Linked DNA regions of Mus musculus: region 2 is linked to region 1. A link is a contact called in public promoter capture Hi-C data. All regions are on one chromosome and are shown on one strand. Each heading gives the region's core, a stretch centred on a gene start, on an enhancer-like site or on the middle of the called end of the contact. The rest is flanking DNA. Distances are from core to core; before and after follow the strand shown. Region 1 holds the start of P2ry10 (purinergic receptor P2Y, G-protein coupled 10). Region 2 holds the start of P2ry10b (purinergic receptor P2Y, G-protein coupled 10B).

Region 1 (4,257 bases), core at 1,594-4,093:
AATTCTCCATCTCTAAACAAGTTTTTGCATGGAAGAAAAATATTTTAAGATGCTTTATATGGAATATACTCTCCTTAAAGATAAAGACACTGCACTTCTTAGGTACAGTTCTAGCACTTTTATCTATATTTGCTACATATATATGACAAATGACTGCCCACCAGATCTCAGGGTAGTACCACCAGGTTTCAGGGTAGTACCATATCAAAATAAGGGATTTTTATGAAGATTTGCCTGTAGGCTCAAATCACATTAGATTGCAGATAGAAAATTTGGTACACTTTAATTTTGTCTTTCATAGAAGGAGTGTTGAGTTGAACAAGACTTGTAGAATAGGGAAGACTGAAAACAGGAGAATATTTTTTTTAAATATTACCCTTGGATCAAAGAAACTTTGATTCAACTAGTCAAATACCAATTCTCTACATTGCTGTAATAAACCCAATTTTTTTCATTTCTTTATTATTAAAATAAGAAAATTAAGCTCAATGGTCTTTAACTCTGTTCTAGCTCTAACTTACCTTGTCTGTTATGGGCACTACCCCTCTCACTACTGTCACTGCCAGATCCTGATGCAGCCACTACCCTGCTGAGAAGATATACTTAGAACATTATAGTTGTGTGTATGTAATTATCAAAAATCATTGTTGAATGATAATTACAAATGATATTATTAGTGAATTATTTAATTGAAACTTGAGGATACTAGCACTCAAAATAAGTAATCCCATTTCCCAAAACGATTAAGCAATGGGCTCAGGATGGAAAGTCAGTTCTGGAATGAAGCTCTATTCATTCCCTAAGTACAAGCTCGATGGCTCCTCATCCTCTCCTCCTCATCCTCTCAACTCTCCTTCTCTTTTAAAGCTCTTGTCATTAAGAAACCAGCACAACTTAGCAAACATGTATATAAAAATTACTTCTATTTTCCTTGATAGTAGGGGTAGTTGTCTTAGAAAAAATGAAAAAGAAAAAGAACCAGAGATGTGTTTTTAAAAAAAAAGCAAAATCATTGTTCTAATAAAAGTGCTAAAAGTATATATGTCCACATTCTTCTTGGTGACAACATACACTATAGTTACAAAGTACCAATGCAATGAGTAGATTGTTCTAAGTCCAGGATTGGTTCTTTACAACAGCAAGCTTTCATTAATTTTTTGTTTGTTTGTTTCTTGAAAGAACTAATGTCTTTCAAATCCTGATATGAACTTCAAGTAAAATTTTGGGATAATTTAATTAAAGTACACTGTAGAACTCCCCACCCAACCATTGCCCTGATTGTGGAAAATTGTCCATACTGTAGTTTCACAGCAAACATATCTGTGTTCTTTGTTAGAACCATGGCAAGAGCATCATAGAACCCCAAGTTATTTATCTCAAACACAGCCACCAAGTACCACCCCAAAACTTCCCCCAAAACTGTGCTTATTCACTTGGAGTTCTTTGTTCTTTCACTACTTGGATTTAATAGTCCATACAGTTCAAACCGAACAACTTTTTCAATTAGGCCCTAAAAAGAACTGTGTTTGACCAAAGAAGCAATTGGATTCAGCAAAAAACATTATAAAAAGCAACTGTCCTAAATTTATGGCCTAGATAATCCGTATAGTTTAGACAATTAGAAACCCTAAGTATATTTGCATAACGCCTACCCATGTACCCTGTATTTTAGTTTTGCATAAATTCTCTAATTAGTAACTATAACAATGACTCCCTGCATTTATTTAAACAAGCAAAACAAAAATATCCCCACTTGAAGAATTCTAAAAATCGAGACTCTCTTCTCTTGAGAAGCTGAGCAAAGTCGGCATCATTGTATGTAGACTAATTCTGGGATTATCCAAGCACACAGTCTGCCATGAAGAAATCCCTAGAGAAGCTGGTTTTTGACTCACTACTGCTAGCTCCACTCTAAAGTGCATTCACTGAAAAGATAAGTGTCTCACATTTGAACTCTGCTATCTCTAAGCATTGAAGTTAGAACAACAATGAATCAAGGAATACCTCTGAACAAACTTTGACAATCAAACGGGTCATAGGTAGTTTTATACTACTGAAAGACACAGTCTTCTGTAAGGAAAAATGAACATGTGTTTTAAGACACAGTTCATAGCTGTAATTCTGCCACTAATTACCTGAATGTTCTTAAGTGGCTTCATCTCACTGTCTCAGATAATTTGACTGTATCATAAGGAATTTTTATCTGTATAGACCTTTTAGCTCCAAAATAAATCATCAGACTGTCTTCCTTCATGCTAGAGAAAAAAAAAAATACTATTTGTCCCAGTATCTCTGTAAGCTAAGATTACCATTAAGAGCTCAAACCTAGATTATTTTTTGTATGTAACTAGATAAATTACACACAGCACAAGTTCAAATCCTCTTTTATTGACTAAGTATGTCAAATTGTTCCAAATGAGACTAAATGCAACACTGTACTTACCTTTTGTGGCATCCACTACTCCTTGTCAACTGTATAGAAAGCCCCTTTAGCAAGCAGTGAGTTGCATCACATCCTTCATACTGCTATTGTAACAGTGGAAGCTGATCACATTATACTTCACTTTGAACTCTGGCTAGACTGAAAGACAATCACATTTCTTCCCTCTGTAACAATCCTGAGATGGGAAACCAAAGACCATTTTATTCAAAACACGGCCTTCACATCTGCCCCAGTCCAGATCTTTCTTTCTCCACCAATCCTCCCAAACAGAACCACAAAGTTACAGGTGCTGGGCTAGAACTTACCCTGATGCTGAGCTGGGATAGAGTCTTGTATATTTGCAAAGAGATGAGAGTAAAAAGGTACAACTCTGGGCAGCAAGCACATATCCTGCTGATAACTGAAAGAAAAATAATGTTGAAAGAGGAAGTAGAGCACATTAATGTCTCACCACAGAAACCTTGCTTGCACAGAACGTAGGTAAGTCCCTTGAGCAGATGACGTTAATCAAGTGTGATTTCTTCTTTATTTCGTTTGTGCTGTACAAACAGCTAATACGTCCTTGTCTTCTTAACTGTTACCTACCTTATTTCCTTCTACCACAACTCGAATGTTTTTCTTACTAAATCCAGTAGGTTTGGGGCCAAGATAAGACTTCTAAGCCAAATATAAAGAAAATTTACCTAAGACCTGGGAAGCTGCTGCTCTTTGAATTTTGGGAGGCAAACTTCAAAATACATATCAAAACTAACAATGGGACTCTCTCAGTTTAAACTTTCCACTCAATCTAGATCATCCTCATCTCTATCAGTCCATTTCTAGATTCACATTTTAATGTGTACTTAACTTGTTTTGTTTATTTATTGTGCCTTTGCTATACTGAAAACTACATCATACTGAGAGCAAAGGCTATGTCTAGATTATTTTTGTACTGTACATAAAGTATTTTCACAAATGTTTAAGTGAAAAGTGTGCAAGTGGGTGAATAAATGAATTCTCAAGGAATGTACATGTAAGTAAAAGAAAAGTGTGATTGATCACAGATCTGCCTCTAGTGTAATAGGAGTCTTCACAATGATTCTTCACAATGTCTATGGAATTGTCAGAAATACGCAAGTAAATACTACACACATAGAAACAACACTTTCAGCTAAGTTTCAGAAAAAAATCTCAGAAACAAGGCTTACTTACAAAGTAGTACAAACCTCTACAGGCATGTGAAAGAACCACACTTAGACTTTGCAGCCTGCAGCTGCAACAAACTTTCTGGGTAATAACCATAGTAAGGAAGAAAAACATAAATACTTGTGGGTTAGGTCAAAGAGTAGCATTTTGATTCACAGATAAGACTGGTGAAAGAAGGAAATAGTAGACCACGTTTTTGTAGGAGGGCAACCTGGAACTGCAACAGCTCATTTTGCAACGAATGCATCTTAGAAAAGCAGAACCGTTAGAGATCTAGGTGGAGCTAGGCCCAGCACTCAGGGATGTCCAATAAAAAGTCACAGGGGCGTTGAGGGATGGAAAAGAAATGATTTTAGCATTAGAAACTAAGAGTCTGGGCTGATTGATGATAGGACCATGACTTGTGAGGATTGGCAACAAAATAGGGTATTCTTCCTGGCTGAACTATGTAATGAAACAAGCTTGACCTTGCAGTCCTCTTCTTAATTCGGATTGCATAGATTTATCCAGCTCCAATCTGTTGTTAATTTCGTTTTTTGATTTGGCATCCTTACTGAAAAGAGACTAAGCTGACAGGCCAACACACATCTCAGTCCATTTGGCAGTTCTTTTCTGTACTATAAATTATT
Region 2 (4,297 bases), core at 462-2,961, 60 kb before region 1:
AACACTTCACTCTGGGGAAAATTAAATATGTACAAAATACACTGATTTCCTCATCTCAGGAGAAGGAAAATGTTGATGTAAATAGGTTTTATTTATATTTTCCTAATAAATACATTAAACATATTTTACTAAGGCTTACAATCTCACATAAAATCATGTAATTTTACACACGTGGATAATTTTACATATAGAAGGATCAAATTCCACATGTGAAATTAGCAGACTTTAAAAAGAACACGTTTTTTTAAAACCACAGAAGGAATTCCTTCTAAAAAAGACAGCAAAATGTTTGGAACGCCTTCTGAAAATGCTTCCCATGTTCTCAAATTAAAAATACATCCAAAGAAATGTTCATCGTAAGCTGAGAATCAGCCCCATTGAGACTCGACAGCTGTGCTAAGTTCTAGGGCTTGATGAAAATCCTTTTGTGCTATTTGAAGCCATCACATCCCACCGGAAAATGCATGCATGGAAAATGTCCCAATCTGAGAAAACATGTCAAGTCTCATCTTATGAAAAGATTAAGGCACTTAGATGCATTTACTACTTGAATGCTGCTTTAATTTGGTTGACACAAACCATGGGTTTAAAATTGTAAGTTTATTTTCTCCCGTTGGCTCACACTAACAAAAATGCATTTAATGAACCACAATCTCAATTTTAACACAGAATTGTTAGAAGCAATGTTTACTACAAGTCTGAACCCCTGGTTTTTGTCAGTGGCATGCTAAATTGTAGAGAAAGGAGCTTTCTATCTAGACAGCCACATTTCCTCTCAGAAAGCATGCAGCAGTTTCAGCGAACATTTTAACCACTTAAACTTATAAATAGATATTACCTCACTGAAGTCTCCATTCTTCATAACAATATATCCCCCCAAAGGTAAGATATTAGCAGACTCAGAATTAAGTTTTCAGTGGAAGCAGCAGAAAATCACACTGTCGTTTTCAATTCACAGAGGCTTTTTAGTTCTATTTTTGAATGTATGAAGAGAAAGCCAAGAACCTTACCCTTTCTACCCAGATATCCTGTAGTGAACTGCAGGCTTTTACAGCTAGAAGAGGAAGTAACGTAGTTTATTCAGCAAAACAGGAAAAAAAAACAAAATCGTTTACCTCTAATGGGAGGTAGAACTGTCTGTCAGCATCACTCAGTTGTTTGGGAAAGCCTTTGCCTCAGAGGATATTGTGGGCAAAGTAAATTCAAATTTTGGCTTTGATAAATTCAGAGTTTCCATGATTTGTACACTTCTTCAATCAGGAACAGAGTATCTGACTTTAATTTGCCACGTATTACAGTCGTTGTCTCAGTCTATTCTGAACATTTAAATTGTGGGCTATGCAAAAAGCCAGTTTAACTGTTAGAATTTTATTTACCATTGAAAAATCAATTCTTATGTTTATAAAATCCTAATTGCGTTTTTACAGAAAGCAGTAAGTATCAATTTTATATTGATTCCCCATTTTTTCCCATCATATTTAATTCCTTACCATGGCTTCTTTCTGCTGCAATCTTCCGGCATCTACTTCTTAGAGAAATCCATTCCCAGGACTCAGAAGGCTACTATCTAGCTAACTACACCACAGTTTCCTAAACTTATAAAAGATACTGTGCTTCTAGATATCATTACATCCCATGACTACAATGGCTAATGTTTCCATCTAAAGACATAAACGGTCATGTGCCTTTGCTATGGTACTTCGAAAGAGAATGTGTCAAGAATGCACTGAGCTTCCTGCTATGCACACGCCCAACTTATTCTATCATCATCTTTCTTCTTCCTTTTTTCCCCCCCTTTCTATGAGCATGCAGGCATATGTCTGAGTCACATATGATTTTCAGGCTGGCTATATGAGGTCAATATTTCCAAATTAGCTACATTTTGCCATATTGTCTGTTTTAGGAATTAAGCAATGGTAATAATAAAAACTTCTTTGGGAGTTAGGACAAATCTTATTGGTCACCCAAATGGAAGAATTTGAAATCACCAAAAAGGTGGTGATTAGTAAGGTCACATAAAAGAGATGACCTAATGTGTGATTTGTGGTCTTCTTTGAGGTTAAGAATTGTGTCTTCATATACTTAAACAATAGTAACACATTAAGTTCTTAAAATTATATTGTAAAGATATTATTAGGGTAGCTTTAAGCATATCTGGAGAAGAAGTGAAATGCCTGAAAAGCATTACAGTTTCTCAGAATGGATTGGTAAGGATCTCAAATACAACCTTTTAGGATTTTGTAATCTTATAGCCCCACTAAAATGGTTAGGTAGTAGTCACTTGCAGACTTTCATTTAAAAACATGAAGTAAAACAAAAGCAAAGCTTTGGAACTGAAAGTTCCTCCTTAGTGACCTTTGTTTTACTCTTTTAAAGTTTCAGTAACTAAGACACTATGAGGATCCCTGGAAATGTATTTTATTCTGTACCTTTCCCTTTTCATATAGCAGTTTCTATTTTCTTATATTATATCAGGAAAAGCAAATGAGGATGATGTTGCTATGAGGCATGAAGCCTCAAAAGGAAAAAAGAAGTAATTACCCTAAAAAGTAAAGCAAGCAAAGCCAGAATTAGTACCTGGATATCTTAGATTCTTTCCTATTGCTGTGATAAAATACCCACAAAAGCAACTTATGGGAGAAAGTTTTTGATCGGTTTTGTTTTGTCCTCACTCATAGTTTAATGTGCAATGCTCTAAGGCAAGGGAACCAAAGGGGCATAAGTTAGAAGTGACTGGTTATATTATATCCAAAATCAGCAATGGATGTGTGCCTTCCTCTGCACCTTTTCACCGTAATAAGCAAATTAGACTATTATCCTTTCATTCAAATGCACTCAGGGACTCAGAAGATAGGTAGCATGAGGCTAGATTTCTGACCAAATTACCACTCAAATTACCAGTACTTGAGAGATAAGAGTCCTTGTTCCCTGCCCCCCTTGAAACCTGATGAACCAGGCGACTGCTGGCTACATCTCTTAACAGGTTTTTTTTTTTTTCTTTCAAACTCCAATTGGAGGGACTCATTAGAGATTCTACCTCATACCAGTTAGAATAGCTAAGATTAAAACTCAGATGACAGCAGATGCTGGCGAGGATGTGGAGAAAGAGGAACACTCCTCCATTGTTGGTGGGATTGCAAGCTGGTATAACCACTCTGGAAATCACTCTGGCAGTTCCTCAGAAAATTGGACATAGTACTACCTGAAGACCCAGCTATACCACTCCTAGGCATATACCCAGAAGATGCTCCAATATGTAATAAGGACACGTGCTCCACTACATTCATAGCAGCCTTATTTATAATTTCCAGAACTAGAAAGGACCAACATGTCCCTCAACAGAGGAATGGATACAAAAAAAATGTGGTACATTTACACAATGGAGTACTACTCAACTATTAAAAACAATGAGTTCATGAAATTTTCAGGCAAATGGATGGAACTTGAAAATGCCATCCTGAGGGAAGTAACCCAGTCACAAAAGAACACACATGGTATGGTTTCACTGATAAGTTGATATTAGCCCCAAAGCTCAGAATACCCAAGATACAATTCACAGACCACATGAAGCTCAAGAAGAAGGAAGACCAAAGTTTAGGTGCTTCAGTCCTCCTTAGAAAGGGGAACAAAATGCCCATGGGAAGAGTTACAGACACAAAGTGTGGAGCAGAGACTGAAGGAATGACCATCCAGAGACTGTCCCATCTGGGATTCCATCCCATATACAGTCACCAAACCCAGACATTATTGTGGATGCCAAGAAGTGCTTGCTGACAGGAGCCTGATATAGCTGTCTCCTGAGAGGTTCTGCCAAATACAATGGTTGGCTAAGAGCCTGACAAATACAGAGGTGGATGCTCTCAGGCAACCATTGGAGCAAGAGATCACCAATGGAGGTTGGATAGAAGCAGGGGGAGGGAAAGGGTTAAGGGTTTTCTGGAGGGGGACCATGAAAGGGGATAACATTTGAAATGGAAATAAAGAAGATGTCCAATAAAAAATTAAAAAGGAAAAACTATATCTAAGACATTCAAGTGTCAAAAATTACAAATTCTTCCATGTCCCAGCAACAAACAAATTCCACAGACCCAAGAAGTATTACAAGGTCGTTTTTGTGGTCCACAAGCTTTACTGTTCAGTAGGGCTACTGATTGCTTTTCTCCTAAAGCAGTTTGAGTAGGACCTTTCAATATTGTGTGAAAAGGTAAGTGAAGAAGAGGCTCCCAGGTCAGTTCTAACACAAGAATTTCTAAACTTTGTATCCAAAGTTTGAGGTGTCTTGAGCAACATGGTTTTA

Evidence for each region. Capture Hi-C pulls out chosen DNA fragments and counts their contacts.
Region 2: a promoter capture Hi-C map of adipose tissue shows a contact between it and region 1. The contact joins the promoter of P2ry10b here to the promoter of P2ry10 in region 1. A contact is called at or near these places in 12 of 39 promoter capture datasets (the 3T3-L1 cell line, 3T3-L1-derived adipocytes, the C10 cell line and 6 more), 1 of 15 datasets of contacts at CTCF or cohesin (pro-B cells), 44 of 484 Hi-C or Micro-C datasets (the 63-12 cell line, B cells, the C10 cell line and 23 more), 13 of 115 datasets of contacts at active chromatin or transcription factors (the 230-238 cell line, CD8 T cells, the HPC-7 cell line and 7 more) and 3 of 9 other capture datasets (adipose tissue, liver and macrophages).

Annotation. Positions count from the first base shown.
Region 1 is chrX:107,087,919-107,092,175 of GRCm38.p6, reverse strand. It overlaps P2ry10 (purinergic receptor P2Y, G-protein coupled 10), which reads right to left and starts at 2,843. Exons shown (of 3, transcript NM_172435.4): 1 at 2,749-2,843; 2 at 2,444-2,618.
Region 2 is chrX:107,146,341-107,150,637 of GRCm38.p6, reverse strand. P2ry10b (purinergic receptor P2Y, G-protein coupled 10B) reads right to left here and starts at 1,711. Exons shown (of 2, transcript NM_001122596.1): 1 at 1,491-1,711.